5 separate regions of the Mus musculus genome follow, and regions 2, 3, 4 and 5 are each linked to region 1. A link is a contact called in public Hi-C and HiChIP or PLAC-seq data. All regions are on one chromosome and are shown on one strand. The core of a region is the stretch at or near the end of the contact, and the rest is flanking DNA. Distances in the headings are between cores, read along the strand shown. Region 1 overlaps As3mt (arsenite methyltransferase). Region 2 has its middle 23 kb from the start of Ina. Region 3 has its middle 23 kb from the start of Trim8. Region 4 holds the start of Wbp1l (WW domain binding protein 1 like). Region 5 overlaps Cnnm2 (cyclin M2).

Evidence for each region. A called contact is a pair of places that touch in the nucleus more often than the background predicts. HiChIP or PLAC-seq counts read pairs in DNA pulled down with a chosen protein or histone mark.
Region 2: a Hi-C map of bone marrow-derived macrophages shows a contact between it and region 1, with 35 read pairs. The contact joins two enhancer-like sites. A contact is called at or near these places in 3 of 15 datasets of contacts at CTCF or cohesin (the NIH/3T3 cell line, embryonic stem cells and large pre-B cells), 108 of 484 Hi-C or Micro-C datasets (the 4T1 cell line, the AtT-20 cell line, B cells and 71 more), 16 of 115 datasets of contacts at active chromatin or transcription factors (the HPC-7 cell line, T-cell acute lymphoblastic leukemia, acute myeloid leukemia and 11 more) and 1 of 9 other capture datasets (embryonic stem cells).
Region 3: a contact with region 1 is called in an H3K4me3 HiChIP or PLAC-seq map of bone marrow-derived macrophages, with 3 times the contacts expected there. The contact joins two enhancer-like sites. A contact is called at or near these places in 3 of 484 Hi-C or Micro-C datasets (embryonic stem cells, growing oocytes and undifferentiated spermatogonia) and 1 of 115 datasets of contacts at active chromatin or transcription factors (bone marrow-derived macrophages).
Region 4: a Hi-C map of bone marrow-derived macrophages shows a contact between it and region 1, with 57 read pairs. The contact joins the promoter of Wbp1l here to the enhancer-like site in region 1. A contact is called at or near these places in 20 of 39 promoter capture datasets (the 3T3-L1 cell line, 3T3-L1-derived adipocytes, the C10 cell line and 15 more), 9 of 15 datasets of contacts at CTCF or cohesin (CD8 T cells, the G1E-ER4 cell line, the NIH/3T3 cell line and 5 more), 268 of 484 Hi-C or Micro-C datasets (3T3-L1-derived adipocytes, the 4T1 cell line, the 63-12 cell line and 145 more), 47 of 115 datasets of contacts at active chromatin or transcription factors (CD4 T cells, CD4 single positive thymocytes, CD8 T cells and 37 more) and 6 of 9 other capture datasets (adipose tissue, embryonic stem cells, embryonic tail and 3 more).
Region 5: a contact with region 1 is called in a Hi-C map of bone marrow-derived macrophages, with 7 times the contacts expected there. The contact joins two enhancer-like sites. A contact is called at or near these places in 2 of 39 promoter capture datasets (hippocampal neurons and neural stem cells), 8 of 15 datasets of contacts at CTCF or cohesin (CD8 T cells, the NIH/3T3 cell line, embryonic stem cells and 3 more), 129 of 484 Hi-C or Micro-C datasets (3T3-L1-derived adipocytes, the AML12 cell line, B cells and 79 more), 9 of 115 datasets of contacts at active chromatin or transcription factors (CD8 T cells, the HPC-7 cell line, bone marrow-derived dendritic cells and 6 more) and 4 of 9 other capture datasets (adipose tissue, embryonic trunk, liver and 1 more).

What each region holds. Positions count from the first base shown.
Region 1 is chr19:46,739,497-46,742,092 of GRCm38.p6, forward strand. As3mt (arsenite methyltransferase) reads left to right here. Exons shown (of 11, transcript NM_020577.3): 11 at 965-1,599. The coding sequence ends at 1,072. Among named protein-coding and RNA genes, the nearest start is that of Cnnm2, 21 kb to the right of the region's middle. Within about 2 kb of position 1,300, at least 8 of the 459 cell types and tissues checked have an H3K27ac peak or open chromatin away from gene starts, as enhancers often do. A contact at or near this core is called in CD8 T cells, the P5424 cell line and bone marrow-derived macrophages, where this site is marked.
Region 2 is chr19:46,989,940-46,992,535 of GRCm38.p6, forward strand. It overlaps a transcript of Nt5c2 not described here. Among named protein-coding and RNA genes, the nearest start is that of Ina, 23 kb to the right of the region's middle. Within about 2 kb of position 1,317, at least 15 of the 459 cell types and tissues checked have an H3K27ac peak or open chromatin away from gene starts, as enhancers often do. A contact at or near this core is called in bone marrow-derived macrophages, where this site is marked.
Region 3 is chr19:46,523,499-46,526,094 of GRCm38.p6, forward strand. No RefSeq gene overlaps it. Among named protein-coding and RNA genes, the nearest start is that of Trim8, 23 kb to the left of the region's middle. Within about 2 kb of position 1,288, at least 254 of the 459 cell types and tissues checked have an H3K27ac peak or open chromatin away from gene starts, as enhancers often do. A contact at or near this core is called in bone marrow-derived macrophages, where this site is marked.
Region 4 is chr19:46,597,816-46,600,411 of GRCm38.p6, forward strand. Wbp1l (WW domain binding protein 1 like) reads left to right here and starts at 1,291. Exons shown (of 5, transcript NM_001177812.1): 1 at 1,291-1,478. The coding sequence starts at 1,389.
Region 5 is chr19:46,868,432-46,871,027 of GRCm38.p6, forward strand. It overlaps Cnnm2 (cyclin M2), which reads left to right. Exons shown (of 8, transcript NM_033569.3): 5 at 107-200. Among named protein-coding and RNA genes, the nearest start is that of Nt5c2, 93 kb to the right of the region's middle. Within about 2 kb of position 1,295, at least 74 of the 459 cell types and tissues checked have an H3K27ac peak or open chromatin away from gene starts, as enhancers often do. A contact at or near this core is called in CD8 T cells and bone marrow-derived macrophages, where this site is marked.

The DNA.
Region 1 (2,596 bases), core at 50-2,549:
GTTCTGGAGGACAGGGCATAGATAGCATTTCAGGATTTCCGTTCCAAGGGTAAAAGGCGCTTGCTCATGAGGATCTCATCTCATGGAATCTCATGGAATCAATTGGGGGAAATCAGCTTCCCTGGCCCAGCAGAGACTACTTTTAAGCAGGCTATGGTAGCTTCAGCACTTAAGAAACTGAGGCAGGAGGATCACCAAGAGTTCCAGGCCGACCTAGGTTTCAGTGTAAGACAATCTCAGAACAACAATAAAAGTCGCTTTTGGGGTGGAGTTCTAGTTCAGCTGGTAAAGTTCTCGTCTGCGTGCACAGAGCCTGGGTTCAGTCCCCAGCACAGCATGAATTGGGGTGTGTGGGGTGTGTGTGTGTATGTGTATATACCCTCAACATTCTCTTAGTATCATTGTGAGTTGGAAGCCAGCCTGGGCTACATGGAACTCTGTCTCAAAAGAAACAAAAACAACAACAACAAACCCAAAAATTAATCCTCCCTTTCTTGAACAAAGTAAAGGTTACCCTGGAAGAGTGACTGATAATCTAATTAGAGCTTCCAGAACATAGAGTCATCTTTTGTTCCTTAACTTGTAGCCCAGGCTGGCCTCCAACTCACTATTCAATCAAAGATGATCTTAAGTCCAGATCCTTCTGCCTCCACTTCTACATTGCTGAGGTAGGGGACAGATTTATGTACCACAAGGCTTATCTTAAAAGGTTATTTGTATTCTAGAGTGGCAGTGCTCCCGCAAGGGTGGCAGTGCTCCTCCAAGGGTGACAGTGCTCCCAAAAGGGTGGCAGTGCTCCTCCAAGGGTGACAGTGCTCCCAAAAGGATGGCAGTGCTCCTCCAAGGGTGGACAGGGTTAACATTTTCTCTTTCCTTGATAAATCAGCCCACATCAAACAGAAATATCAATGTTGGGGTGCTTCAGTGCCCCTCTGTATGCTCATTCTGCTTTGTCTTTTGACAGGTTCTAATCAGAGATCCATTCAAGCTTGCAGAGGACTCTGACAAGATGAAGCCCAGACATGCACCTGAAGGCACGGGAGGCTGCTGTGGCAAGAGGAAAAACTGCTAGATCTACAGCCAGCGCGGAGCCCACCGGGCTCAAGAGGGTGGCTAAAGGACAGTCACAGAGGCTTCTTAGCCTGCTCTTCGCCAGTGCACAGATTATGTGAAGGTGGCAAAGCCACCACAAGCTAGACCACTGCTAAGAATAAGAGTGACTTTTAGAGGATGTTAATTGAAGGTTCACAGCAAATCGCCTGCTTTTCTATTTCTCTATCTCAGAGTTCTGGTGCCACCTAGTGGTCAGAAGTAGAACTTGGAAGCCCAAGGTTTACTCAAAGGGCCAAAGGCATCATCAACGTTGTGAGAATTATCTTCCTTCTGGCCTACCACAGGACACCTCTGGGTTCTTCTCTGTGGTTACCAGGAAGCACAGTACTTACTAAATTTATGCTAACCATGACAAAAGATTGTCAACTCAAATTTGCTAGGAGTATTCTTTAGGTTGCTGTCTGCAATTTTTTTCTCTGTAACTGAATGAAAAAGAAAACAAATAAAAAATAAATTTGACTTCAGTTCACCTTGATAATTGATACCACAATGGATGTCTGTAGTTTGTCTTTTTAAAAATATTTTATGCCGGGCATGGTGGCACACGCCTTTAATCCCAGCACTTGGGAGGCAGAGGCAGGCGGATCTTTGAGTTCGAGGCCAGCCTGATCTACAGAGTGAGTTCCAGGACAGCCAGGGCTATACAGAGAAACCCTGTCTCAAAAAACCAAAAAAAAAAAAAAAAAAAATATATATATATATATATATATATATTCTGTTTTCACACACACCAGAAGAGGGAATCAGATCCCATGGGTCATAACACAATAACACAGGGATTTGAACACAGGACCTCTTGAAGAGCAGTCAGTTCTCTTAACTGCTGAGTCATCTCTCCAGCCCCCCCCCCCCCCCCCGTCATCTGTCTTAAGTGATGTTTTTGAAAAAAGGAAAGCTAAGAGATCCAAACAGGATTTCTCTCCCCTTGTAAGGTGCTCTCATTAAACCTTTAGGGAAATGCTGGGTTTGCTTCTAGGGCCCATATTAAAGAAGTTATGAGGATTAAAGGAAGAATCAATGACGGGACACAGGTCCTTATCAGGATCTGATAAATCAGACGTAAACCCTGGGGCCAGGGCACAGTCCAGCTGGTAGAATACTTGCCTGGTAGTCTAGGCAGGAAGCTCTGCGTTTGCTCTCCAGTACCAGGCGAAACCAGGAGAGGCAGCACAACCTAAGGCCCCAGCACTCGGAGGTAGAGCTGGGAGGACCAGAAGCACAGGTCCTCCCTCCCCAGCTCCACAGAGAGTGTGAGCCAGCCTGGGGTATGTGAGACCTGGCCTCAAAAACGAGCAAGGAACAGCCTTCAACAACAGAAGCTTTGGTGAGAAAATCTTGGTCATTCTGAGATCCCAGCAAAGGAGAATTTGGGCACTAGAGGAAGAGGTGAGGTTAGCATGGCCTCAGAGGTGTTTAATTAGGGAGTCTGAGGATGCTTAGGCCCATAGAACACTGGGGTGAGTTCTAAGGGCAGATTCATCTT
Region 2 (2,596 bases), core at 67-2,566, 250 kb after region 1:
TTTGCGGGAAGGAGTGCACAGGAAGGGAAGCTAATTGGCTGAACCCTCAGGGGCTTATCTAGGTACCTCATTAGTGTGGAGTACTTGAGGTTTTTTATGCCACATGACTGATCACCACGGTCCTCAGTGGGGTGTTGTGGTTTCTGTTCCAGGGCAGGTAGAGGCGGCAGGGAACGGCTCCGCTCCTGCCGGTCTCAATCCCGAGATCCCTGGGACTTGCGCTCACTCAGCCTGACCACTTCTCATGCCTGCCTGGTAACAAGCTCCCATATGCCCTACAGTGCATCATCCTAGCATTTCTACAGCAACACAGACAGAAGAATTCCCAGACGCTTGTGGGCCACTTACCCTAGGGTTGCACCAGAGAACAAGAGACCCTATTTCAAACAAGATGGGATGCAAAGACCAACATCCAAAGTTGTTTCTGATCTCTACATGTGAGCCAGGGCAGGTGTGGTGCCCACACTCACAGACATGAAAACACACGTGCATGCACACACAAACACACAGACACACCAGACAGATACATGCAAACATATCAATAGTTTTAAAAGAAAGTGGGGGGTGGCAGGGAATGGCTCAGTGGGTAAGAGCACCTGACTGCTCTTCCGAAGGTCCGAAGTTCAAATCCCAGCAACCACATGGTGGCTTACAACCATCCATAAAGAGATCTGACTCCTTCTTCTGGAGTGTCTGAAGACAGCTACAGTGTACTTACATATAATAAAAATAAATAAATCTTTAAAAGAAAGAAAGAGAGAGAGAGAGAGAGAAAGGAAGGAAGGAAGGAAGGAAGGAAGGAAGGAAGGAGGAAGGAAGGAAGGAAGGAGGAAGGAAGGAAGGAAGGAAGGGGAGTGTGGTGTCTCGTGCCTTTAATCCCAGCACTCAAGACACAGAAGCAGACAGATCTCTCTGTGAGCTCAGTGCCATCTGGTCACCGTGGCAAGTTGTAGGTCAATCAAGTGCTACATAGTGAGATCGCAAAAATTAAAAAACAAATAACTAGCCGGGCGTGGTGGCACACGCCTTTAATCCCAGCACTTGGGAGGCAGAGGCAGGCGGATTTCTGAGTTCGAGACCAGCCTGGTCTACAAAGTGAGTTCCAGGACAGCCAGGGCTATACAGAGAAACCCTGTCTCGAAAAACCAAAAAAAAAAAAAAAAAAAAAACCCAAACAAAACCAAACCAAACCAAACCAAAACCAAAACAAAAAAAAACCAAAAACAAATAAATAGATTTCTTAAAACCTTGAGTAATACATTTCAACTCCTGACCTTTAGGTCCTGACACTCACCACGCAGGCTCTGCTTGCAATGATCAGCACTGCGACCTCTATTCAAAGTGTTCCACTAACCAAGACCTTGGCTCAAATCCTAAGTTGGGCAAGGGACAAGCTGTTGGTCAACACTGCCCCCTAGTGGTAAATTTACCAACTGCACAGAGACCGGCCACCAGTCTTTCTCTGGGCTCACTGGGTAACTCCTGGAAAAACCTTAAACTCCTTGCCCCCGAAACAGCCTTAGGCTCAATCCCAGCCAAGAGCCAGTCTGCTCTCTGTGTGGCTTATGTCTTTGTACTTCATAAGTGGTACTCATCCGTACTTTAAATCTTTAGCAAAATCCTGTTCAGATCCTGACTCGTCCAAAAGAACCCTGACCCTAATCAGCCCAAATCTCCCCAAACTTTCTTCAATGTCTCCTTTATTGGGTTAGTTGCCTGTATGAGTTATTTCTAAACTATAGAGGTGTATATATATATATATATATACATATATATATACACATATATATATACACATACACATATATATGTGTATATATATATATATGTATATATAATTCCCGTTTTACAAAACTGTTCGAACAGTTTTCAGAGCCTGAGCTAACTACATATATTCTTTTTTTTTTAAGATTTTTTTTTAATATGATGTGCACACTTCAGACACACCAGAAGAGGGCATTGATACCCATTACAGATGAGCCACTGTGTGGTTGCTGGGAATTGAACTCAGGACCTCTGGAAGAGCAGTCAGTGCTCTTAACTACTGAGCCATCTCTCCAGTCCGACTATGTATATTTTTAAAGAATCATACTTTTGAGTGCTTAATGAGGGCCAGAACCAGAGCTGGGTACTTGCCCATACACGCTCTCAATTATGTTTTGTTGTGATAATTATTATTCTGGGGTTGCTACACCCCCTTGTTGTCTTTGAATATTAAGGGGTTTCTACTCCACTTCAGACCATATTGTTCCCAGATAAAAGACACAGAAATCTTCAGATTTACAATGAGCTTAAGGGCACTAGAGCTGGCTGGGCGTGGTGGCGCACGCCTTTAATCCCAGCACTCAGGAGGCAGAGGCAGGCGGATTTCTGAGTTCAAGGCAAGCCTGGTCTACGAAGTGAGTTTCAGGACAGCCAGGGCTATACAGAGAAACCCTGTCTCAGAAAGAAAAAACAAAAAAAAAACAAAAAAACACTAGAGCTGGGCTGGTGAGATGGCTCAGTGGGTAAGAGCACTGACTGCTCTTCCAAAGGTCCCAGCAACCACATGGTGGCTCATAACCACCCATAATGAGATCTGACGCCCTCTTCTGGT
Region 3 (2,596 bases), core at 38-2,537, 220 kb before region 1:
CTGCTGAGGGAGCAGGGCAGGCAGCAAGATGCCATTGTGTGCCTGCAATCAAGAGGCTTCAGAGGAAATCAAAAGCGCCAACTGGATGTGTGCGCACTGTCTTACACTCGCTCTCAAATACACTCACACATTTGAGTGCGTACAAACGCGCGCGCACACACACACACACACACACACACACACGCACTTCTGCCTCTAAATGGGTCAAGTGGAGGCTGTGGTGTGGGTTAGCCAGGGAAGGCTAGGACGTGGGGTGGGGGTGGGAAGAGCAGCCTGGGCCCTGGTACCCGCTCACTCTCCTGGCACAGGAGATGGCGGCAGCTGCAGAGTGGAGTGGGATGTGAGGATAAATATACACCTCCCATGCATATGGATAATGCCCACAGCTGCCCTGCCTGCGCAGTGTTCATTAGGACCAACTGTTTCAGGAGCAGTTCAGGCAGGCGGGAGGGTGCATGCCCATTCACGGGCTCAGGGCAGGGGGGCTGCCTGCAGCTGTGCAGGCCCCGCCTCCTGCCTGGATCAGCATATCCCAGCCGCGGAATGAATCCTGCTCCCTCCCACTCTCTCTCTGCCCAACTCACTGCCCTGCTAGTTCTTGCAGGTCTTAGGGTGGAGAGAGGCCGAGAGCGAGTCAGGATGAAATCTATCTCGGGGGCTCGGTGTATTGAGGGGAAGAGTCGGGCTGGATTAAGTCAGTCTTCTGGCTTCAGGATGGGCTACTGGTGGCAACCAAAGATGATCCCCTCTTTTCCAAAAAGCCATCTGTGGCAGGGAAACTGCTTTAGCTCTGTCATCTGGGAGCTTAAGGGAAGTCCCAGCCCATCGGACTGGAAAGCCCCAGATCAGCCACGTTCTGTGTATGGGGGCTGATGTGGGGACTGTTGTTCTTCCCTGATTCTGACCTTTTGGTGCAAGTAAGACAGGGAGGGAGGCTGGTGGGCTCTGAAGAGTGTACGGAGATGGGATGGGGAAAGCAGGCGGGGAGGAGCTAGTGACACAGATAAGCCATTCCTAAGGATGAATGTGAAGTTTGTGCCCTACACATGGATACCTGACTGAAAGAAAAGGCCAGGATATGCTAGCCAGTGTGTGAAGTCTGTCCAATGTGGGTCCGAAGGAGGAAAATGGAGACAGATGACAGGCCTCTTTGGGCTCTAGTTTTCAAGACTGCTCAGCAGGCAGAAGCTGTGGGTGTGTGGAGGGGGCGTGTCTGTCCTGCAAGCCGCTCTTTTTCCTCCCCTCCCTTCGGGAAGTCAGAGTGGACGGTCAGGACTGCTGCTCCAATGACCTAGATCAAACTTGGCCAATCTCTGGTTCAGACTGGAAGCAACAGACTTAGCCCAGAACCCGCTCCCAGCTGAGCCCAGCTGCTTTCTTTTGTTTTTAAGGGTGGGGCTGGTTCCTGTTTGGCGCCCTGTGCTGGTGGCCTTGGGAGCAGCAGCTAGGGGAAGGTCCAAAGGCCGAGTGAGGTCATCCCTGGCCCACCTTACTGTGCCTTGGAGGCCTGTCCTCCAGGTGCTCCTAGCCACTGATGGTCCTGATGGAGAGCCAGGGCTTCCAAACGAGGAGCCAGCAGGAGCCCAAGCTGCATGCGGGCTCCGGCTCCTGGGTGCTCCACACTCACTCCTTGTTGGGAGCACGTTTCCTGGGTGCTCCACGCTCCTTGTTGGAAGCACGTGGCTGTGGTGACTACTTAGCAGAATCCACTCAGCCAATCACTAGAAGAGGCAACAGTTTGTTTGGTCCCCAGCCCCCCAGCTTCAGGTACCCCAGCCAAGACTTCTGCCCACTCCTGCACCCCATTTGCTCTCTAAAATTCTGTCATTAATATTTAATTTCTTTAGCAAGGGCTTTTTGTCCCTGGAACACCGCACTTCACACTAAGGAAGGAAATTGCTCTGTAGTTCTTTGTGAAGGGGATTCCTGTGTTCTTTCTTTCAAAACAACTTTTTTTATTTTTTAATTTTTTAAAAGATTGCTGTTGTTTTATTTTTCACATATTGGTGTTTTGCCTGTATCTATGTCGGTGCACTGTGTGCACCTGGGTGCTTTGCAAGAACAGCCAGTGCTCTTACACACCAAGCCAGCCCTCCAGCCTTCTTTCTGGGCTTCTAAGATCACAGCTTTGGAAGTCAAAAAGGAACTGGGTTAGTGCCAGCGTAGAGGCAGGAGGATCTCTGTAAGTCTGAGGCCACTCTGGTCTACATAGTGGGTTTGGGCCAGCCAGAATAACATAATGTGAGCCTGTCTTTTATCGATATTACGATGATGATGGTGGTGGTGATATTTTTTGTGTGTGTAGCTGTGTAAGTGTTTCAGAACTCTCTTTGTAGACTAGGCTAGCCTTGAAATTGGAGATCTGCCAGCCTCTCTCTGCCTCTGGAATGCTGGGATTAAAGGTATGCACCACCATGCCCAGTGAGCCGGCCTTGACTCCTCTGTCTCCTTCTTGTGAGATCTTGGACAAGTAACTCAGTATCTCCAGTTAATAGTGTCCTTGCCAAGGTTAAGTAAGATTAATAAATAAGTTGTTTCTGGGGCAAAAGGATACTGACTTAACTGTTTTTTTCTCAGCTGCCCCTGATGTGTGGAG
Region 4 (2,596 bases), core at 41-2,540, 140 kb before region 1:
CACTTTCACTGTCCCTCCTAGAAAGCCAAGGTCGGTTCGGCAGCAGCCACACCCCCACCCGCTGCCAAACCCTTATCCATTTAGTTGAGTTGGCCTGTAAGGTGTTGAACAGCAGTTATAATGAGCAGGAGGGCTTTGCATGGGAACTACTAACACAACTTTGAGGACAGCCTGAGTTACCTAGTTTCTGGCTTGTATGGACAACAGGAAGAGACCCTACATCAAAAACTAGCCAAGTACATCCTGTAACTAATTGAAGTGTAATTTTTTCTTTCTTTTTCCCTCTCTTCCTCCCTCTATCTCTTCCCTTTCTCTGTTCCTTATGGCCCATACCAGGGTCTGAACTCAGGGCCTTGCCCATGCAAGCCATTTACCACAGAGTGATACATCCTCCTGCCCTGTTGGACAAGAATTCTCAAATTGAAGCAGCTACATGGTGATGTGTGGGTTTGTGTGGACTAGTATTGTCCTTGCGGTGTGTGGAGGGGCAAAGGGAAGCCATTTTCATTTAGCCGGAAGATAACATGGATGAAGCAATGATTGGTGGGTCTCAGAGCTATTTCTGAGTAGGGTCTGAAGAGTTTTGTCCTTGAAACTTGGGGGTAGCAGAGCACTATCGCTAAGAGAGGTGCTATTTAATAGGGGACTCAAATGACTCAAAGCTGCTGCTTGGGTAGTGAGCTTGGAAAAAGGATCCTGATAATAGGGCTTCCTGTAATTTAATACAAAAAGCACCAAAGGCTTATAGACTGCAGTTGGAAGCACGCTTTAGAATCATTATATCTCACTACTTTTTTTTCTTTCTTTCTTTTACCTCTACTTATTTTAATACAAAAAGCACCAAAGGCTTATAGACTGCAGTTGGAAGCACGCTTTAGAATCATTATACCTCACCACTTTTTTTTTTCTTTCTTTCTTTTACCTCCACTTAACTGTGGGAACATAACATTTCCGCCACACTCAAAATGACTGAAATACTGTAAACCTTTTCAATGCATCCGGGTGGTCGTGTCCCTAGCTCCTGTTACTTCCGCCACTCTCTGCGGGGCGGGGCGCTCTGCACTTTTCTGCACCTCGCAGCATTCAAGATGGCCCAGCTTCCTCCCACTTTTCATTGGCCAAATCACCTAGCACGAGGGTGGCTGGGACTGGTATTTGACTCACAGTTCTTTTGACCAATGGACAGAAAGTAGGAGCCAATGAGGCGCGGGAGCTGGAGACCCTCCCCTGCATCTGGGCGGGCCCTTTGCCTGGGGCGGGGTGGAGCCGAGCCGGAAGCGGGAGGGCAGAGCGAAACAGGAAAAGAAGGGAAGGAGGAAGCAGAGGGAAGAAGAGAGGGAGGAGGAGGGGTGGCGGCGCCGTGGCGGAGGAGCAGGAGCAGGAGGGGGATGGAGAGGAGAAGGCTCCTGGGTGGCATGGCGCTCCTGCTCCTCCAGGCGCTGCCCAGCCCCCTGTCAGTGAGGGCTGAGCCCCCGCAGGTAAGGGGAGGGCTTCTGGGCTAGCTTGGGGGTCTGGGGCGGTCGAGGCCTGGTTGGAGGGGGGTCTCAAAGAGGTTTGTTTGCAAGGAGTTGAGTGTTTTCGGGAGGGAAGCCCATGGCTAAGGTGGACCAGGTGAAGGGTGGGGGTGTTGATGTTTAGCTGAGGGACACCTGTGACGAGTTGGATGTCAAGAAGGTGGCAGAGGCAATGGTGCCAGGCGACTTGAGGGTCCTTTGAGAGGGTAGTTATGGTAGGTGCTCTGGAGGACTCTTCGCGGAGATCGCCGCACACTGGCGCCCGTGGGCCCTATTTCTGCTCCGCAGTAGAGTCCGGAGCCAGAGACTGTGTGCACACCAGTGTGTGCTGGGATCCCAGGTTACTGCACTGGCCCCAGAGGGAGGAGGGCTCAGCATGGTATTTATTTCAGGCTGGACAAAGGAAAAGTTCTGAGGGCATCCTGACTCTTATTTTTAATGCTGTAAGGCATAGTACGTTGGTGGGCTGTTGCTGGAGGTAAGGTTCTTGGGAGATAGTAGGGATGAAGTAGTAACCCCTCAGGAGGAGGGGCACATTTGAGTGTGAGAAAACCGTGCTGTTAGGCTAGCTGTCCTGGGAAGAAGTCACTAGTGCTGATCCGAGCGAGCCAGCTCAGGGCTTTTGAGCAGAGGGTGGTTCCGATGCCAATATCGGCAGCAAGTGGAGCACCCTAGCTTTTCTTGCTGGGTGGCTTGCTCTTCCTGAGTCCAGGGCCGAGATGCCTGCTTATGCTGATTCTAGCTTGGGCTGGCGTTTCGAAACCCTAATTGAAGCGTTACTCTTGGTGCCAGATTGGGTGGGGTGCTGTAGGGGGAATCACCCCTCCCCTGTTAAATCTGGCAAAGCTTCTATCGTTTCCTTTGGTTTCTCCCCTTTCTTCCCATCATTGTCTGTTTTCCACAGGCACAGGGACAGCCTGTGCAGCTTAGCACGTCACATCACGCTGAAGAGCAGAAATTGTTAGCAGAATTCTTACCTTTCCCCTTAGAGCTCAAGGGCAGCCCTTTCACATACGTATCTTATTTTTCTCCCGAATATCCTCTTCAAGAAACAAAACAAGAAAAACACCCAAAACCCCAAA
Region 5 (2,596 bases), core at 45-2,544, 130 kb after region 1:
CCAGAGCTTGTCTTTCTTGGGATCATTGGAGAGGAGTGTGGCCAAGCCCAGGGAGGACTAGCTTTCTGTGTCGTTGAAGCTGAAGTCACACCTTTTCTTCCCACAGGGGAAGGTGGAGGTGGAAGCTGGGAAAGAAGGCATGAAGTTTGAAGCCAGCGCTTTCTCCTACTATGGTGTGATGGCCCTCACAGCCTCTCCAGGTGAGTAGCCCCGGCATCTGTTTCAGGAAGACGCAGCCCTTCTCCCTCAGTCTCCCCTGAGCCCAGCATGAATCGGTTCTCGTTGATGCGCATCATAGAGACAGAAGCTGTACCCATCCCGGGTATACGCCTTCATAGGTCTCCACACCCAGCGAACACAGCTGTACACACTAGGAGAGGCAGACTATTAAGGCCTTAGTGATAGAGAGAGGAGAGAGTAAGCATCCTCCTCTGAATCGCTGTCCCCCAGAGGTCCCCCCTCACTTCTCGAACGTTGTAGGACACAGGATGTAGTGGGCTGACTCTGTTTTCCTCTGCCCGGGTTGTGCTGCCATGGTCATCTGGGCTCTGCGTGGGTGTGCTTCCTTCCCATCCCTACTATGTGCTTGCAGTTCCCTCATCTGATGGTTGAGCAATGCACTAAGGCCACCTGAGGCTACGGAAGAAGGGAGGAGTGCTGCTGCTCAGCGCCCGCCCTCATTTTAAATCAGTCCAGAGCCCCGGTCTGTGGACTGTGTCCCCACACTCTCAGGAGTGTGTCTTTCCCATTTACCTCCCTGGAAGTACTCTCAAGAGACATACCAGAGGTGTGTTGCCATGGCGACTGTAAACTCAAGGGATGCTAACCCTTAGATTAACCATCCGAAGGCTATTTCCTGTTAGAGGCACCTGCGGAAGCTGCGTGTCTTCTGTGGGTGTGTGCGCTGGGGTCTGCTGAGTTGCTAGTTAGCTTTAGAACTTTTTAGAAGCTTAGCACTTCCAGAAGCCTTGTGTCTGTTACATCCCCTCCCCCCCGGCCACCCCCCCCCTGCCCCGCCTGTTTTGGGAAGTGTTCCCTGGTCTCCATTCCAAGTCATTCTAAGTCTATCACACAGAGTAGCTCTTCTGGGGATTTTCCGTTACATCTCCCAGAGGCTGAGGGAGTTTGCTGCTACTGTTTGTCTAGAGAGCTGGCTGCTTGTGGTGCGTGGTTATGCCACCACGGGGATTGAGCAAGTTCTCTGAGAGTCTGAGGGGCCTGCAGGGGTGTCAGCACCCAACTTTGCTATTGCTTGCCTGCCCTGGCCAGGAGTAGATTAGGCAGGTAAACGGAGGTGCTGTGGTGCCACCTGGTGGCCAGAATACAAAAGGACATTCTGTACAAGGAAACATTTACAACGGCCAAAGCTAACCACAGTCCTTTTTAAAGGAAGGTTGTCAAACTGAAAAAAAAAAAAAATGTAACAGCAATGGCAACCCTTCAGGCAAGTTTGTCTTTGTGACATCTGTCTTCCCCTGCTGTCCCACGCAGCAGTGTGACTGGCATAAGGATGTAAGCGTTAAAAAGCCAGTAAGCTGTCAAGATTCCTTGCTCTCTCGTGCAGGCTTTGCTGTCCTAAGGGACATTGTCCCTGAGTGTGCACATGAGCCTGCGTGGTCCCTCCTAGAAGGTCTTTGTTATGAACTTGAAAGTGATCTTCCTTCCCACTGTGTGGTGACACTGAGGAAAAGCCCTTGGTGTCCCATAATATCCAGGAGGACACAATGAGGTGCTGTGCAGACAGTGTGCTGTGACCTTAAAATACAAGGGAAAGGTGGGTGAATGGCTACAAGTTCAGAGTCAGCGTAGTCTACACAGACCTTGTCTCAAAAGTGTGAAAACAGAACAACAGGAAGAAACATTATGTCACAGGAAGGTATTATCATTGTGACTGTTCTGGGACTATGTGTCTCGAGTTAGCGTAGGTTAACAGACCCCTATTTTTAAGGCATCTCTGTAAACTGATGAGAGCAACACACTTTTGCTGATGACTGGTTATTTAAACCTGAACACTAGCCTCGCTCACAGTGAACAGTAGTGTAGGGAAAATCCACGAAGAACAGGATAGCAAAAGGCTGGGAATGGTGGCCACACTAGTTCCAGCCCTTGTGAAGGAGGTGGGAGGACCATGAGGCTAGCCTGAGCTAAGTAGTAAGTTTGAGGTTAACCCTAGACCATAAGAGACCTTTCAAACCAACTGAAAAAAATAACAACAAAAGGCAGCAAAGAGCTGACCATTCACCAGGAGGCCCCCATCATTCATTTCAAAGGCTGACCTGGGTCTGGGGGTCTGTGTGTTCACTGAGATGTCCGATCAGTACAGGACATTAAGGCCTGCCTGTGTCTGCTCAAGAGGAAATCGCAGGTAAAGGTGCTTGCCACCAAGCCTGGTGACTTGAGAACGACTCCCACGTGTTGCCCTCTGTTCCCCACGTATGTGCTATGGCCGGCGCACATGTTCACATGTAAATGGAGAGTCAGCTGTCTACTGGGGAAACAGAGATGGAGGTCTGCAGTGAGACTGAGGCCAGAGTGGCCTACAGAACAAGTTCCAGGCCAGCCAGGGCTCTAGGTTGAGACCTTGTCCTGACACAAA